5 separate regions of the Mus musculus genome follow, and all the other regions are linked to region 2. The links are chromatin contacts, called in public HiCAR-type and promoter capture Hi-C maps. All regions are on one chromosome and are shown on one strand. The core of a region is the stretch at or near the end of the contact, and the rest is flanking DNA. Distances in the headings are between cores, read along the strand shown.

Region 1 (2,700 bases), core at 172-2,671, 1.1 Mb before region 2:
TTGACCAGATTGGCCTTGAACTCACAGAGATCAGCATGCCTCAACCTCCCAAGTGCTAGGATTAAAGACATGTACCACCATGGCCAGCACTTGAAGCACTTAAAAACACTGCTCCTCCTAGGCCTACAAGGTGGGGAATGCCTGAAGATGATTTATAAGCACCACAAAACTTGTAAGAGAAAGAGTGAGTGGCTGGATTAGTTTGTTGAAGAGGCTTGGCTCAGTGAACTGTGGGTCATATTGCTTGGGAGATAATAACTATGCAGCATGGAAGAAGCTAAACCAAACCAAGGTACGTGCACATTGTAGGAAACTTCAGCTAGTCCATCCACAGTCCATCTATAGACACAGAGCAGGCTAGTGCAGTTGGCTCGCCCTATACCTAGGTTCTAGGTTGACTCAACCAACCAAAGAAGGAAAATAATTGGAAATAAAATTATACTGAACATTTTATTAATCTAAAGAAATACACATTTGTATTTTGTTAGGTTTTGCATCTATTGATTTAATGTATACTTAAAGATGTATATCTAAGGCAGGAGGATTACAGTAAATTTGAGATTAGCCAGAGTTAAAAGAGGAAAGATAGAGGCAGAACAGCCCTTCAGGCAGAGGAGCCTTTAAAATTGTAAGAAAAAATGTCTCTAGGTCTCTGTAGGGAATTGGTTCCAAGACTCTCCATACCCATAATATACATACAGAAAGATGATGTGCCAAAAGCAGGTTTGGTTTTGTGTTTTTAAGATGGTGTCATTCTAATCCTCGATAGCCTGGAATTTACTGCAGTCCTCTTGCCTTAGCCTTCGGAGTGCTGGGATTACAGGCATGTGCCACTACTCCTGATCTAAAAAAAAACAAAAAACAAAAAACTTTCAGGATGGCAAAAGCCGGCAATCCCAGCAGTGTGGGGTTAAAGGCAGAATCCATAGTTCAAGGTCATTTTAGGCCAGGCGCCTGGGCTACAAAGGAACTCAAATAACACTAAATGTCTGAAATTCCAGTTCTGGAGGATCTAGCACGGTCTTCTGAGGACACTGCACACATATGGTACACAGACATACATGAGGCAAAACACACATACACCTAAAATAAGTCACTAATAATAGCAGTGTTGATAAAAAAAAAAAAACGGATTGCACCCTTGATGGGAAAGGATAACGTGCGGGAAGAGATCGCTAATAACCAACGTAGACAGATGCGATAGCAAAAGAAACAGACAAGCGTGCGCGGCCGGGAGCTAAGTTTTGGCGAAGCCGGGGAATCTGGTCATTAAAGCGGAACAAGTTCTCGTGGACAGAGGCAGGGGAAGCCGAAGCCAGCAACACCAGGGAAAGCAGCAGCTCGGCGTTTCCCGGCCGGCGGAGCTTAGGGGCAGGCCGCAGTAAGCGCGCCCTTCACGTGACACGCCCTCCGCGCGACGCACTCGACGGCCCCGTCACGTGGCTGCCGCGGCCCCGTCTCCGGCGGAGGCGGGCGCGGGCGCGTCCCTGTGGCCAGTCACCCGGCGGAGCTGGTCGCACAATTATGAAAGACTCGACTTCTGCTGCTAGCGCTGGAGCTGAGTTAGTTCTGAGAAGGTTTCCCGGGGCTGTCCTTGTTCGGTGGCCCGTGCCACCGCCTCCGGAGACGCTTTCCGATAGATGGCTGCAGGCCGCGGAGGTGGAGGAGGAGCCGCTGCCCTTCCGGAGTCCGCCCCGTGAGGAGAATGGTACGGAGCCGGGCCTGGCGCGGGCGGGCCTCGCGGGAGCCTGGGCGGCGCTCCGGGGAGCTCCGTGACCCTCCGGGCGCCACCGCTCGCAGCGGAGCCGTCACGGAAAGGGAGGGAGGGCTGGGGTGGTGTGGCAAGGAGAAGGGCGCGGGTTCCGAGCTGTGACTTGGTGGCTGTGCCGCAGACGCTCTACAGGTACATTTTCTACTATTATTTTGTTTAATAGAACGGGAGCGATTTTGACGGTGTAGACTGCGATGTGGTTCGGGGTTTTGTTTAGCAGGCGACAGGGAAGGGACAATTCCTGGGAGGCTGAGACCGTGCGTTGCCAGGTCTGCGTCGAACTACCTCATCTGTTGTCCCAGACAGTTTGAAGCCAATGTGCAGACTGGAGGGAGTCGGTGTGTTGCAGCGTTGGCTAGAGCTTTTGTTGTTAAGGCCAGGAACCGGATTTGGAGAGTTCTTACAAAGAAAGCCATTTAGATCTAGGATCTGAGCAGGAAAGGCATTCCTGCTCAGTAGTTTAACTTGATAGGCTTTATGCAAACTGGTGTTTCTTTGCCGAAGTCAGACAGGTTTAGTTTTCTGCCTTTTCTTTATTTTTGAGACAAGGTCTCGCTTGTGACCCTGGCTGGCTTGGAACTCACTGTGTAGACAGACCAGGTTGGCCTTAAACTCAGAGATCCGCTTACCTCTACCTCCCAAGATTAAAGACGTGCGCCACCATGTCGGGCTAGGGCTAGGTTTAGAAGTGTCTTACTTATAAAGTACATGTGAATAAATACTGCATTTCTCACTTTCGTTTGTAAAGTTATTGAAGACTACTTTTTTTTTTAAAGATTTATTTATTTATTATATGTAAGTACACTGCAGCTAGCTGTTTTAAGACACTCCAGAAGAGGGAGTCAGATCTTGTTAGGGATGGTTGTGAGCCACCATGTGGTTGCTGGGATTTGAACTCGGGACTTTCAGAAAAAAACAGTCAGTGCTCT
Region 2 (2,700 bases), core at 50-2,549:
ATTAATGACTTTTTAACTCAGGCTGGGTGTCTTGCAGCTAAAGACCACCGGTAGGGGCACAGCTCATCTCATCTTGCTGTCAGAAAGGAGGGTGAGCCGCTGTGGCTTATGTAACTGCCCTGTATAAATAGCTTTGCTTTGTGGATCAGCCTTAAATTTCTTCTGCAGCCATTGAATCCTGAGCAAGGGTTTGTAATAGACTCTAAGGAATCTGACATTACACAGCTCACACATTTTCAACACAAATGCATGTGCAACTGAAATAAAAGTGTGCATACAGTGGAAAAACAAAACCAAATGCACGAAACTCTCATGTACAGGCATAAGTGTTTCTCCATCATGTGGTTTGCAGACCAGCCTTCATATGTCCTGTAGACAAAATGCATTCATTTAAGCTGGCAGAAATACAGCTTCCACACTAACATAGCCAGGATCTTTACAGACCACTCTCTCCTTACAGACTTGGATTAACTGAAAAGGCTTTATGAACATCTCCCAAAGCGTGATGACGAAGCAGATTTCTTAGATATCCTTTTCCCTTTTCCAGACATAGATCCCCTGGCCAGTGACCCTAACAGCAGCCAACTCTACTCTCTTTCTTCACTGAAGTATATATAATTCAGCTGACCGACGTTATCAAGCCAGAACTCTTGTGGAGAGCTTGTGTGTGTTGGAGGCTGTCTAACTCCCCAGAGGGAATCTACCAGTAGGGTTTAGTTTCAAGGCAAACTCTAGTCTTTAAGGAGCTGATGACCTGGAGATTAAAAGGAACAATTCTTAACCATATGGGGAAAGCAGAGGAGAAGATAATCTCTTCTTGGGTAGTTATGCAGGTTTTGGGTAAAAATAGGGTTCGAAATGGGCAAAATCAGCCTGGAGTTGAGGCTAGATGTGAGTCTGGAACCGGGACAATAACATTAATTAATCATTATTTGTGGAGATTTTTTAACAGGGCTTCTTACCTATGGCTGCTACTCTGTGTATGCAATTTATTTGTGCAATTTTCAAAGGGCAAGATTGTTCGTTCTTTTCATTCTTTTAGAGTACTGACAGGATCACAGGACTAGTGAGCAGCTACAAGCTCTTCCAATATCCTGAGTAGGTTTTGCCTTCTGAGCAGTCTCTGAGGTCCCGGCAAAGTGAACACATGCGTCCTGAGTTCCAGGCAGCCCAACCTGCCTAGGTGGGAGTGGGAGGAGTAACCCAACCAGGCAGTGCCCCTGGCCTTGGCTGCCCGCTAGCCACCCCCCTCCCCCCGCCCCCGTCGCTCCTCGGCCATCCCCGCCCCTGCGTATCTCCATTTCCTACTGCGCCTCCGCCCTTTCGGTCCCGCTCGGCTTCCGTCCCAGATGATCCCTCCCCGGGGCGGCCGCCGCCTCCCCCGCCTTGAGCTGGAGCCGCCTCCCCAGCCAGTGGCGTAGCCGAGTCGGCGTCCGGCCGGCTGTGCGGAGTGGACCGAGCCCGGCGGGACCGAGCGGGGGGCCATGGAGAAAGCGGCCCGCGGCGCTGCGCACACCGACTAGAGCCGGCGCCTGTCGCCGGCGCCATGGACCGAGCGCCGGCCGAGCAGGTACGCAAGCGCCCGGGCTGCTCTCGGGCCTCCGGGCCGGCAGGCCGCCGAAGCTGAAAGGCCGGGGGAGGTGGACCGGCGGAGCTCAGCGGCGACAGCGTTGCCCTTGCAGCAGTCTGGAGTGTATTTCTTTTATGAAGAGACTACCGTGGTTTACCCTTGTTTTCCTGTCTAGTTACTTTGCAAATAATTATTCTTTTAAAATGGAGCAAGAGTTCAAGTTGAGTCCATATTCGTATTCGCACAGTAGTTCCATTAGTGGTCTGTTAGTGTTTTGATTGCATCGAATTCTTTCTGGAAGAGTTGGGAGGAAGGGCTAATGGCAGGGTGAAAAATAACTTAGAAGAATAGTGTCATGCTTCCTCCTCCTCCCCAGTATTTTACAGCTTCCCTGGAAACGACTTAATTTGACTGAGTGTGATTTTTGTTCGCTGTCAATTTCCCTCTACCAGGACCTTGGTCAGTTAGTCACATAGTTGAAAGGAGAACACTGGTGACTTGCCTGTTAGTTTTGCGAATAGTTAATTAACTCGAGTAAATGAGATACCATCTCCCAAGTTTCTGTTTATACATAGTTAACGACAGTTTTGGTTTTGAATCGCACACTTTTCAAGCCAAAACACAGCTTTCTAATTTTGAACACTTCGCCGTTTCTGTTGTTGATTCTTGTCGTATTGTCCATTCTATCCTAGACCTCTTATGAAAGATTTCTCCTCTCTCAGCACTTTCCACAGGACCTTACCACACAGATTTAAAAAGGAAAGCAAATCTTCCAGAGATTAGAAGTTTATTTTTATTAAAGAACACCAATTACCAAGAGAAAATTGATGTGGGACCACTTGGAAAATACACACTTCACTGTGGCCCGGAGTATTATGTTACAGTATGTAGTGAATTTATTAAAACATTGTTTTTGAGAGTAATTCTGAAAAAGGAACCTGAGATTTCCAGCCTTGACGAAGGAAAAGGAAATTTCCTTGCGCGTGTGTCTCTAATGAAAGGGTGGGATGTTTTTGTCCGTCCTGGGCACTCTGGAAGCACTAATGCATATGTATACTCACTTATGTCTCCTTTCATCTTAGAGGAAATGTAATTACCTGGTTAGATGGTAACATTTAGCATGGCACTCC
Region 3 (2,700 bases), core at 115-2,614, 1.2 Mb before region 2:
GAAATGTTTTTAAAATCCAGATATATTGCTCTCATCAGATGAGCAAGTATCTAGGATCCCAGTGGAAAGGGGAGATTAGCTTAAACATCAGTGTCCTAGAAGGATTCTAAAAGTGGCTGAGAGTAAATGCAACAATGCTTGACAGGCAGTTTCTGTCTAGGGGGTTCTTACAGCTGGTAGGGTTACAAATAGATTGAAACTGGACCAGAGGGGGAAGCCAGGGGACAGACAACTACAGAAAAAACCCACGCAGAACTGTGGGAGAGCTTCCTTCAGGAATTCCCCCAGGAAGATGCCAATGAGGAAGTCTCAAGTTCCAAGCTGTGCAACTATTTCACCCTCTGCCTCTTCTCACTCTCCCCCTCTCCTAACTTCAGCCAAGGTCCAGTTCTGTAGTTCTGTAGTTCTGTAGTTGCCTCCCTTGGCTTTCAGACTAATGCTTCCTTCCTCTTTGCCTAGCTGAAATTAACTTGCACAGAAGGTAATAGTCAGTTATACTCAGCTAGGGCTGGTGTTTTTTTTTTTTTTTTTTTTTTTTTTTTCTCTTCCTGGTGCCCTATTTTTACCTCCCTTGGATCCTTGTGGAGTTCCTTGTGAAAGGTTGCTTTGTAACAGTGTTTGCTCACACATCTGTAGTCCTTGCTGTGTCCCTCCTTTAGGATAACAGGAACACTGTCCTATTCAGTGTTTGGTATTAAATAGTCATCCAACAAATATTTGACAACCTAGTATACACTGGATATTCTGTGTGTAAGGACACAGCAGTCAACAGAGCAAAGAGGGATCCTTCCATTAACTGGATAGCAGCATGGGAGATACATAGATGAGTATAAGAAAATGGGGGGAGGGACCCCCAAAACCTCAGGCATGGTGACTTATGCCTATGATACAGGAAGATCTCTGAGTTCTAGGCCATCATCTTCAAAGTGAGTTCAGTACTAGTCGAGGATGTTTCCAAAGAAAGCAAGAACAACAACAGCAATAAATAAATAAATAAATAAATAACAAAAAGAAAAAAAAAGCTATGAAGGTTACAAATAAATCATAGCATGAAAGTGAATTAAGGGGTACTTAAGATGAAGTGTACTAGGAAACCCTCTTTAGGGAGGAAGTGTTAAGTAAGTGATAAGGGAACACCAAGAGTGTATTCCCCAGAGACTGCCCGCCTGGAGGGTCTGTGGATCTTAACGGGTGGGAAAGTAGAGAAACCAAGGACAGAGAAAACAGGGTGAGGTGACGTAAACTTAGCAGCAGAGGAAGAGTTTTGATTTGTGCTGCCAAGTGTGGAGAGGAGCCTCGTCTGGGTTCCGTATTTACGAAGATCGCCCCGAGGCTACGTGGCAGAGGCCAGAAAGGAAACTGAAACCCGAAGCTCCAGTGGCTTGGAATGGGCGGCGGCCGCAGTTAGGGGGAACCGAACGAGAACCCAGGATTTACGCAGCTAAAACGGCTCTGCCAGGAGCTGACAGTACCCACAGAGTCCCGGCCTAGCGTTTCGCGGGAGGGACCGGAAGAGGAAGTCGGGGCTGCACCCTAGAGGTCCGGGTGCCGCCAGCGCAGCCTGAGCCTAGCTGCCCGCCCGTGGGATGGGGCTGCTGCACTCGCTGCACGCTCCCGCGGCTGCCCTGCTCTGGAGCTGCCTGCTCGGACTGGTGAGAGCCGCACTCCCCTCCCCTCCCCTCCGCTTTTCCCTCCCCTTCCTCCCGCTTCCTCCCCCTCCCCCTCCATCCCTTCCTTTCCCTCTAACCTCCTCCGGATTTCCCTCATCCCTCCTCCTTCCCTACCTCCCCCTTCCTCTCCTTCTACCCTGGCTTCCCATTCTCCCACTGCCCGGGCCCGGTTAACTGCCTTCGTCCTTGAGTCCCAGCATTCCTCACCCGCCCCCAGCCCCCGAAATCCAGCGAAATGCCCAACCCCTGGGAGAAACCCGCGGGCGGGGGTAGGAGTGGGTGGGGAGCTTCCTCCTCCTTGGTCCTGGAGCCCTCTCTATAATTTTTCACTGTGCTGGCATCTTTTCTTCTTAATTCAAAGAATTCACTTCTGTGCTTCTCTGTGTAGCCCAATCTTACTGCTGCCTTTTGCCTAGAAAAAGGCGGATGGAGGGGCCGGTGTGAACAGGGTTCCAGGTGTTAGCGTTCTGGCCTGCTCTTTTGTTGACTGCGCTCACATACATTTCTCTCTATAGCCATATGAATATCTATATACTTTCCTTTCACTCCCAGATAGTGCCTTCTATGTAAGGTACATGTGATTATACTATGGGATTTGTATTATGCTTTTGTTTTCATATAGGTATACTTTAAAATACCTTTAAAGGGGAAATGAGAGGTTTGAATAGTTTGACGTCTAAAAGGGTCAAAGTCTGGTTGAGAAAAAAATAACAAATATGCGCTCACATACCCATATTTGCTGAAATAATGTTTTAAAATTCGGGATCAAAGTAATTTGAGCTCCAATGTGTGACCAAGAAGCTAACTCTCAGTGTTTTAGATTTTGTTTCTGTTCACTTTCTTTTCTGACATTTGATGTTGGGAAATTTGTATCGGTATTGTTTGCACACTGTTGTGTAAACTGTGTATGTAGTTATTACTTAAAAACCATCACTTCTCTGAAAGACTGCTTTGTCACTCTGGGCTTGAAAAGGTCATGGAGAAGGTTTAAGCCCCAAACAGTTTTTTTTTTTTTTTTTTTTTTAAGGTA
Region 4 (2,700 bases), core at 166-2,665, 1.2 Mb before region 2:
GTGGTGAGGTGGACCTGTGATCCCTGCACTCCTATGGTGAGACAGAACACTCGAAGCTCCCTAGCCAGCCTGCCTGAATATACAACACAGAAACAAGCGTCAAGAGAGATCTCACCTACTAGGTGGAAGGTAAGGACTAAGACCCAAAGCTGTTCTCGGAAGCCTATACATGTGCCGTGGGTCCGTGCATCCTCACATACCAGCACATACACATTCTCTCAGTACATACATGTACACACAAAATACTTACTTGCCCTCTCATACAAATTAGCAACAGAAAAGCACGAAGAGATGTTAAGTACACGAATAATGATTAAGGGATGTTCAGCAAGCCCTGCCACACACCAGCTTCCAGTGAGAACACAAGCCCGTTTTAAACCTTTAAAGGCATCTTGTTTCTCTTCTCCATGCTGCAGGCATTTACACTGCACTGTAGTTACTTATTTATGTTAAGTCTAAAATGGACAGAAAATAGACAGAAAAGTGTTTTGCTATTTTCATTACTTAACATATAGTTGTGCTTGATAAATACTTGCTGAAGAAAGTATGACACAATATTATGTTTTTAAGACAAACACTCCTTGAGGCTTTGAGTCAGTACCATACAAAGTACGTGGGAACTTAATAACTTCTATAGTAACTACTAGTTTTCAAAGCGCGTCTTTGCCCAACCCGTTGGTCTAGACTAAACCTCAAGCTCTGCAAAGATTAACAGCCCTGTCAGGGGTGGGAATGAGGGTTGTCTGTCCGAGTACGTGATGCTTCCAAATAGAAAAATTAAAACTCAAGAGGGAGCCGGGCAGTGGTGGCACAAGCCTTTAATCCCAGCACTTGGAAGGCAGAGGCAGGCGGATTTCTGAGTTCGAGGCCAGCCTGGTCTACAGAGTGAGTTCCAGGACAGCCCGGGCTACACAGAGAAATCCTGTCTCGAAAAATCAAAACAAAACAAAAATCTCAACAGGGAGGAGAAACTTGGTAGGAGCCTATAGCTCAGGCTTTAGGTCATACTGGCTTTTTTCACTCGATTGACAGCTCATGTAATCCTCAAAGCACCCCATGAGAAAACACACGGAGGGTCTTCGGGCCTCCAAATCAGAAAGCCGGCCTCCTGAGGTCGGTCGGTACAGGCAACTTGAGGCGGACGCCCGGCTGCGTCCATCCAGCGGACCGATGTCTCCGGCCCCGCCGCCCCACCCCATCCCGCCCAGCCAACCCCGCCGCATACGTGCTTGGATGAGAGTGCAGTGACGCCACGGATGAGGCCGCCCAGCCTGGAGAAGAAGGGTGCTCTGGAGGCCGCAGGTCCTCCCAGCTGGTTCTGCAGGAAGAGCCCCGGCAGTGCGGTCAGCGTCCTCTCCACCATGTCGCTCATCGCTGCCTCCCTACGAGGCTACTTCGCGCTGACTCTCCCGGCCTCCGTAGTCACTTCCGGCGTTTTGAATAAGAAATCTTTATTCGCGCCGGAGCAGGACGAGCAGGATGAAGTTCCGGGAAACACCGCCTGGGGGCGCACGAGTCTAGGAGGAGAGAGGAGTTCTCTGGAGACATGAAGTTCATGATCATTCTATTAGCGGTGAAATGTGTGTGCATGATCTTGTATTTTCTCGAACTTCCCAAGGTTAATGAATTCGTGCCATTCCCCTGTCCCAGCCTCCAAGTGCTGGGATTACAAACCTGACCTACCATCTTTATAGTGTTCTTAACACCTGTAGGAGCTCTTATCTCTGAAACTTTGTCTGTGATAAGTGAAATTTTTTTCTTAAATCTTGAAGTTGTTCTTGTACCTACACCTCAACAAAAGAAAAAGTTTGCCTGACAGAATAGTTATGCAAAGATAAAGTTTAGGGCTGGTGAGATGGCTCAGTGGGTAAGAGCACTGTCTGCTCTTCCAAAGGTCCTGAGTTCAAATTCCAGCAACCACACGGTGGCTCACAACCATCCATAATGAGATCTGACGCCCTCTTCTGTTGCGTGTCTGAAGACAGCAACAGGGTACTTATTTATAATAATAAATAAATCTTTTTTTAAAAAAGTTTAATTTATTGAAAAATCTCAATATTTAAATTATTTAAAACAGATTTTCTTTAGAATTTAATATTTTATGCCTACGTAAAGTTTTGTTTACTGTGTGTGTGTGTATGTGTGTGTGTGTTTTTTTAACTTTAGGCCCTTTCACTAGTTTAAATTAGAAAACTTACTTTCCAGCCATGTAGTGGTTGTTGCCTGAAATCCCAGCCCTTGAGACTGGAAGGAGGAGCAAGAAAATTCAAGGGCATCACCGGCTCCATATCAAGTTCAAAACAAACCTGAGTTATATGAAACCCTGTCTTAACTTTCCCCATCCCCCAATTTTTTTCTTCCACCTAAAAAATATGCTGGGGAAAGCTGATACATTTCTGACTCGGGTGAAAGGAACGCGGCTACACTGCCAAAAAGTAAAGTGAAACTTTCCTTCCCCTGGCCTGGGTGATGTTCACTATCCCCCTTAGTCCGTCTTATCCAATAGAGCTTTTTCAAATTGTGCTGTGGTGCCAGTAAAACAGGGTCATTGTTTGGACCAAAGTTTAAAGGAAGAAAAATTACACATTTGAAACAGAGACATGGTAGGCTATATAAAAAGCAAAACTCTGTTGTTCCTGCTTTTCAAGCAGCACTAAAACTTCTTTTTTTTATTTATTTTTTTTTCTATTTTTTATTAGG
Region 5 (2,700 bases), core at 142-2,641, 1.0 Mb before region 2:
CTAGGTGTCTCCCAGTTAGAGTTAGATTGTATAGGAAGGGAAAATAAATCTAGAAAGGTTGTGACTATTGGTGTGAATTCTGATTCTCAATACATATATGCACATACACAGAGGGGCATCATTATGGATCTAATGTATATTTCTTAGTCATTGTGTGTGTTGCCGGGTGGTTTGGCATAGTGTGTGAGAGAGATCGATGTCATGTGGTGTGTGTTGCAGTGTGTGGCTTACGACTAAAAGGCCTAGAAAGGACACTGCAATCTGTTGAGTGCCTGCAGGCTGTGTGTGCTCCTGGAGCCCAGCTTTCATGAGCTGTCACTCATACTGGGGTCTTCGGTGACACAGCTGAGTCCTATTTGCTCCTGATCTCTCCACCCATATGCCCTAACTGACCCCACTGAAACTCATTGCTCTATGAAGTTGGACTTTGAGAGTATTTTTCCTTCAGCCTGTCTTCAGTACCCTACCTGGGATAAACTGATCCTAAGGGCTCTCTGCCTGCTCTCTGCTGGTGCTTGGCTGACCCAGTAGATCTGCTCAGAGAGCAGGCCAGCAGCAACTAGGCACTCCAGAGGCAAGGCCCCAGCACGGGTGCTTTCCCAGGTCACAGCCCCATGCTTTTAGTTAGAACTGAGGATGCCATCCTTTTCCTCCAGTGGAAAAGTCTGAGTTCAGAAAACCATGTGTGCCCCAGAGGCCACAGCTTGTAAATCCTATAATAAGCCTGTGTGGTGGTTTAAATATGCTTGGCCTATTAGGAGGTGTGGCCTTGTTGGAGGAAATGTGTCATTGTGGGGGTGGGCAATGATTCTTTTCTCCTAACTACATGGGAGCCAGTCTTCTAGTGTCCTTCAGATGAAGATATAGAACTCTCAGCTCCTCCTGCACCATGTCTGCCAGGACATGCCCTTGTTCTCCACCTTGATGATAATGGACTGAACCTCTAAAACTGTAAGCCAGCCCCATTTAAATGTTGTCCTTAGAAGAGTTGCCTTGGTCATGGTGTCTGTCCACAGCAGTAAAACCCTAACAGCCTGTGTACTATGGGTATGTGCCCATATCCAGCTGTGTCTCCATCCCAAGAATAAACAATTCTGGTGACCTCACTGTGTATGCATCGGGATGAGAAAAATCTCACTACCTCCTCCATAGGGGAAGAGATGTCCCTCTAGGGTTCATGGGAGCAGTGTTGCCACACACTGTCCCCAAATCCAGAGGGTGAACATCTCTGTGTGCTTGTGTGTGAGAAACCCAGAAATAGAGGGAGAGCTGTGATGTGGACAATTCGTTCTCAGAAAGTTGATCTTTCAGAAGCATTTCAAACAAACAAATAATGGTATCCCTTGACAACACGTTAGAACCTTGGTATGAAGGGTGACAATTGTGATGCAGGGGAGGATCCAAGAAGAACTGGGCCTGAGTCAAGTGAAATCAGACAGCAACAACACAAAGGGGGGAGGGGGGCATTCAAACGGTTCAAAACCAAAAACAAGCCAGGGAGCAGTCCTGGAGAAATGAAGTTAAAAGGATCAAAGGTAGCTCGTGAGTAGAAGTGAAAGCCTGATGTGCTTCATTGACATGGCGTCTCATCGGCCGGTCCCTGCAGACGACTTCGGTGCCTACTACAACCTGTGAGCCTCTATGTCCTGTGCCTTTATAGATAACCTCAGGAGTGGGGGGCTGGGGGAGGGCTTACCTAGAGGGGGCATGGCACCTGTTGCATTTGGGAGGGCTCTGCCAGATTTGACCCATGAAGGACCCAGAAGAGATAACATACATGTACTCCCTGATCAGTCAGCTCAGGGCCTCCGTGACATCACTGAGTAAAAGTGAGAATGGCACACTTTTCAGATGGGTGAAACTGAGCAGAGGCACTGAGTGAGGCCGCTGAGCGGTGGGGCCTGGATTTCAGATTCAGTCTGTGGGAAGAAAGGTAATAAAGGACAAAGGTGGTGAGCGGCCCTACTGAATCGGTCAGATAAGAGGGAGCTGTGCAGATCAAGGAGGCCTCCTGGAGCCTGCAGTATTTCCCATCTCTGCATGCTGGGCAGATGCTCCAGTCCCGTCTCTCCACATTAAGTCATTTATTCTTTTAAAGATTTTATTTTATGTATATGAATGCTTTGCTGACAATTTAAGCACACCAAAGCAGTGCTCTTGGAGGCCAGAAGAGGGCATTAGATCCCTTGGAACTGGAGACACAAATGGTTGTGAGCTGCCATGTGGTTGCTGGGAAGTGAGCCAGGATCTTCTGAAAGAACAGCAGAAATGCTCTTAACTGCTGAGCCATCTCTTCAGAACCCAAGCTGTGTGTGTGTGTGTGTGTGTGTGTGTGTGTGTATGCACGTATATCTGTATATGTGTGTATACATATATATGTATATATGTGTGTATACATGTAAATATACGTGTATACATACTATACAGGTACATAGATGTATATATACATATATACATACACACATAGACATATATACACACATGTGTATGTGTATATAAGTATATATACATATGTGTGTGTGTGTATAAATATACACTTGTCTTTTTTTGGACACAGGGTTTCTCTGTGTAGCCTTAGCTATTCGTTCTAGAACCCACTCTGTACACCAGGTTAGCCTCAGACTCAGAGATCCCCCCTGCTGCTGCCTCCTGAACGCTAGGATCAAAGGTTTGCACCACCAATAACTGGCTATGTTGTAT

What was found. Promoter capture Hi-C pulls out the DNA fragments that hold promoters and counts their contacts. HiCAR-type assays count read pairs that join an accessible place to other places.
Region 1: a HiCAR-type map of astrocytes shows a contact between it and region 2, with 4 times the contacts expected there. The contact joins the promoter of Trpm7 here to the promoter of Secisbp2l in region 2. A contact is called at or near these places in 1 of 115 datasets of contacts at active chromatin or transcription factors (astrocytes) and 2 of 9 other capture datasets (adipose tissue and pancreatic islet).
Region 3: a contact with region 2 is called in a promoter capture Hi-C map of pre-B cells, with 3 times the contacts expected there. The contact joins the promoter of Sppl2a here to the promoter of Secisbp2l in region 2. A contact is called at or near these places in 2 of 39 promoter capture datasets (the HPC-7 cell line and pre-B cells) and 1 of 115 datasets of contacts at active chromatin or transcription factors (pancreatic cancer cells).
Region 4: a contact with region 2 is called in a promoter capture Hi-C map of stem cell-derived epiblast-like cells, with 3 times the contacts expected there. The contact joins the promoter of Ap4e1 here to the promoter of Secisbp2l in region 2. A contact is called at or near these places in 6 of 39 promoter capture datasets (3T3-L1-derived adipocytes, the HPC-7 cell line, embryonic stem cells and 3 more) and 1 of 115 datasets of contacts at active chromatin or transcription factors (astrocytes).
Region 5: a contact with region 2 is called in a HiCAR-type map of astrocytes, with 2.9 times the contacts expected there. The contact joins the promoter of Usp50 here to the promoter of Secisbp2l in region 2. A contact is called at or near these places in 3 of 39 promoter capture datasets (the HPC-7 cell line, hippocampal neurons and stem cell-derived epiblast-like cells) and 1 of 115 datasets of contacts at active chromatin or transcription factors (astrocytes).

Annotation. Positions count from the first base shown.
Region 1 is chr2:126,874,982-126,877,681 of GRCm38.p6, reverse strand. It overlaps Trpm7 (transient receptor potential cation channel, subfamily M, member 7), which reads left to right and starts at 1,421. Exons shown (of 39, transcript NM_021450.2): 1 at 1,421-1,708. The coding sequence starts at 1,706.
Region 2 is chr2:125,781,469-125,784,168 of GRCm38.p6, reverse strand. Secisbp2l (SECIS binding protein 2-like) reads left to right here and starts at 1,299. Exons shown (of 18, transcript NM_177608.3): 1 at 1,299-1,570. The coding sequence starts at 1,547.
Region 3 is chr2:126,931,899-126,934,598 of GRCm38.p6, reverse strand. It overlaps Sppl2a (signal peptide peptidase like 2A), which reads left to right and starts at 1,364. Exons shown (of 15, transcript NM_023220.2): 1 at 1,364-1,652. The coding sequence starts at 1,587.
Region 4 is chr2:127,007,426-127,010,125 of GRCm38.p6, reverse strand. It overlaps Ap4e1 (adaptor-related protein complex AP-4, epsilon 1), which reads right to left and starts at 1,415. Exons shown (of 21, transcript NM_175550.3): 1 at 1,226-1,415. The coding sequence starts at 1,372.
Region 5 is chr2:126,782,151-126,784,850 of GRCm38.p6, reverse strand. Usp50 (ubiquitin specific peptidase 50) reads left to right here and starts at 1,391. Exons shown (of 7, transcript NM_029163.3): 1 at 1,391-1,631. The coding sequence starts at 1,564.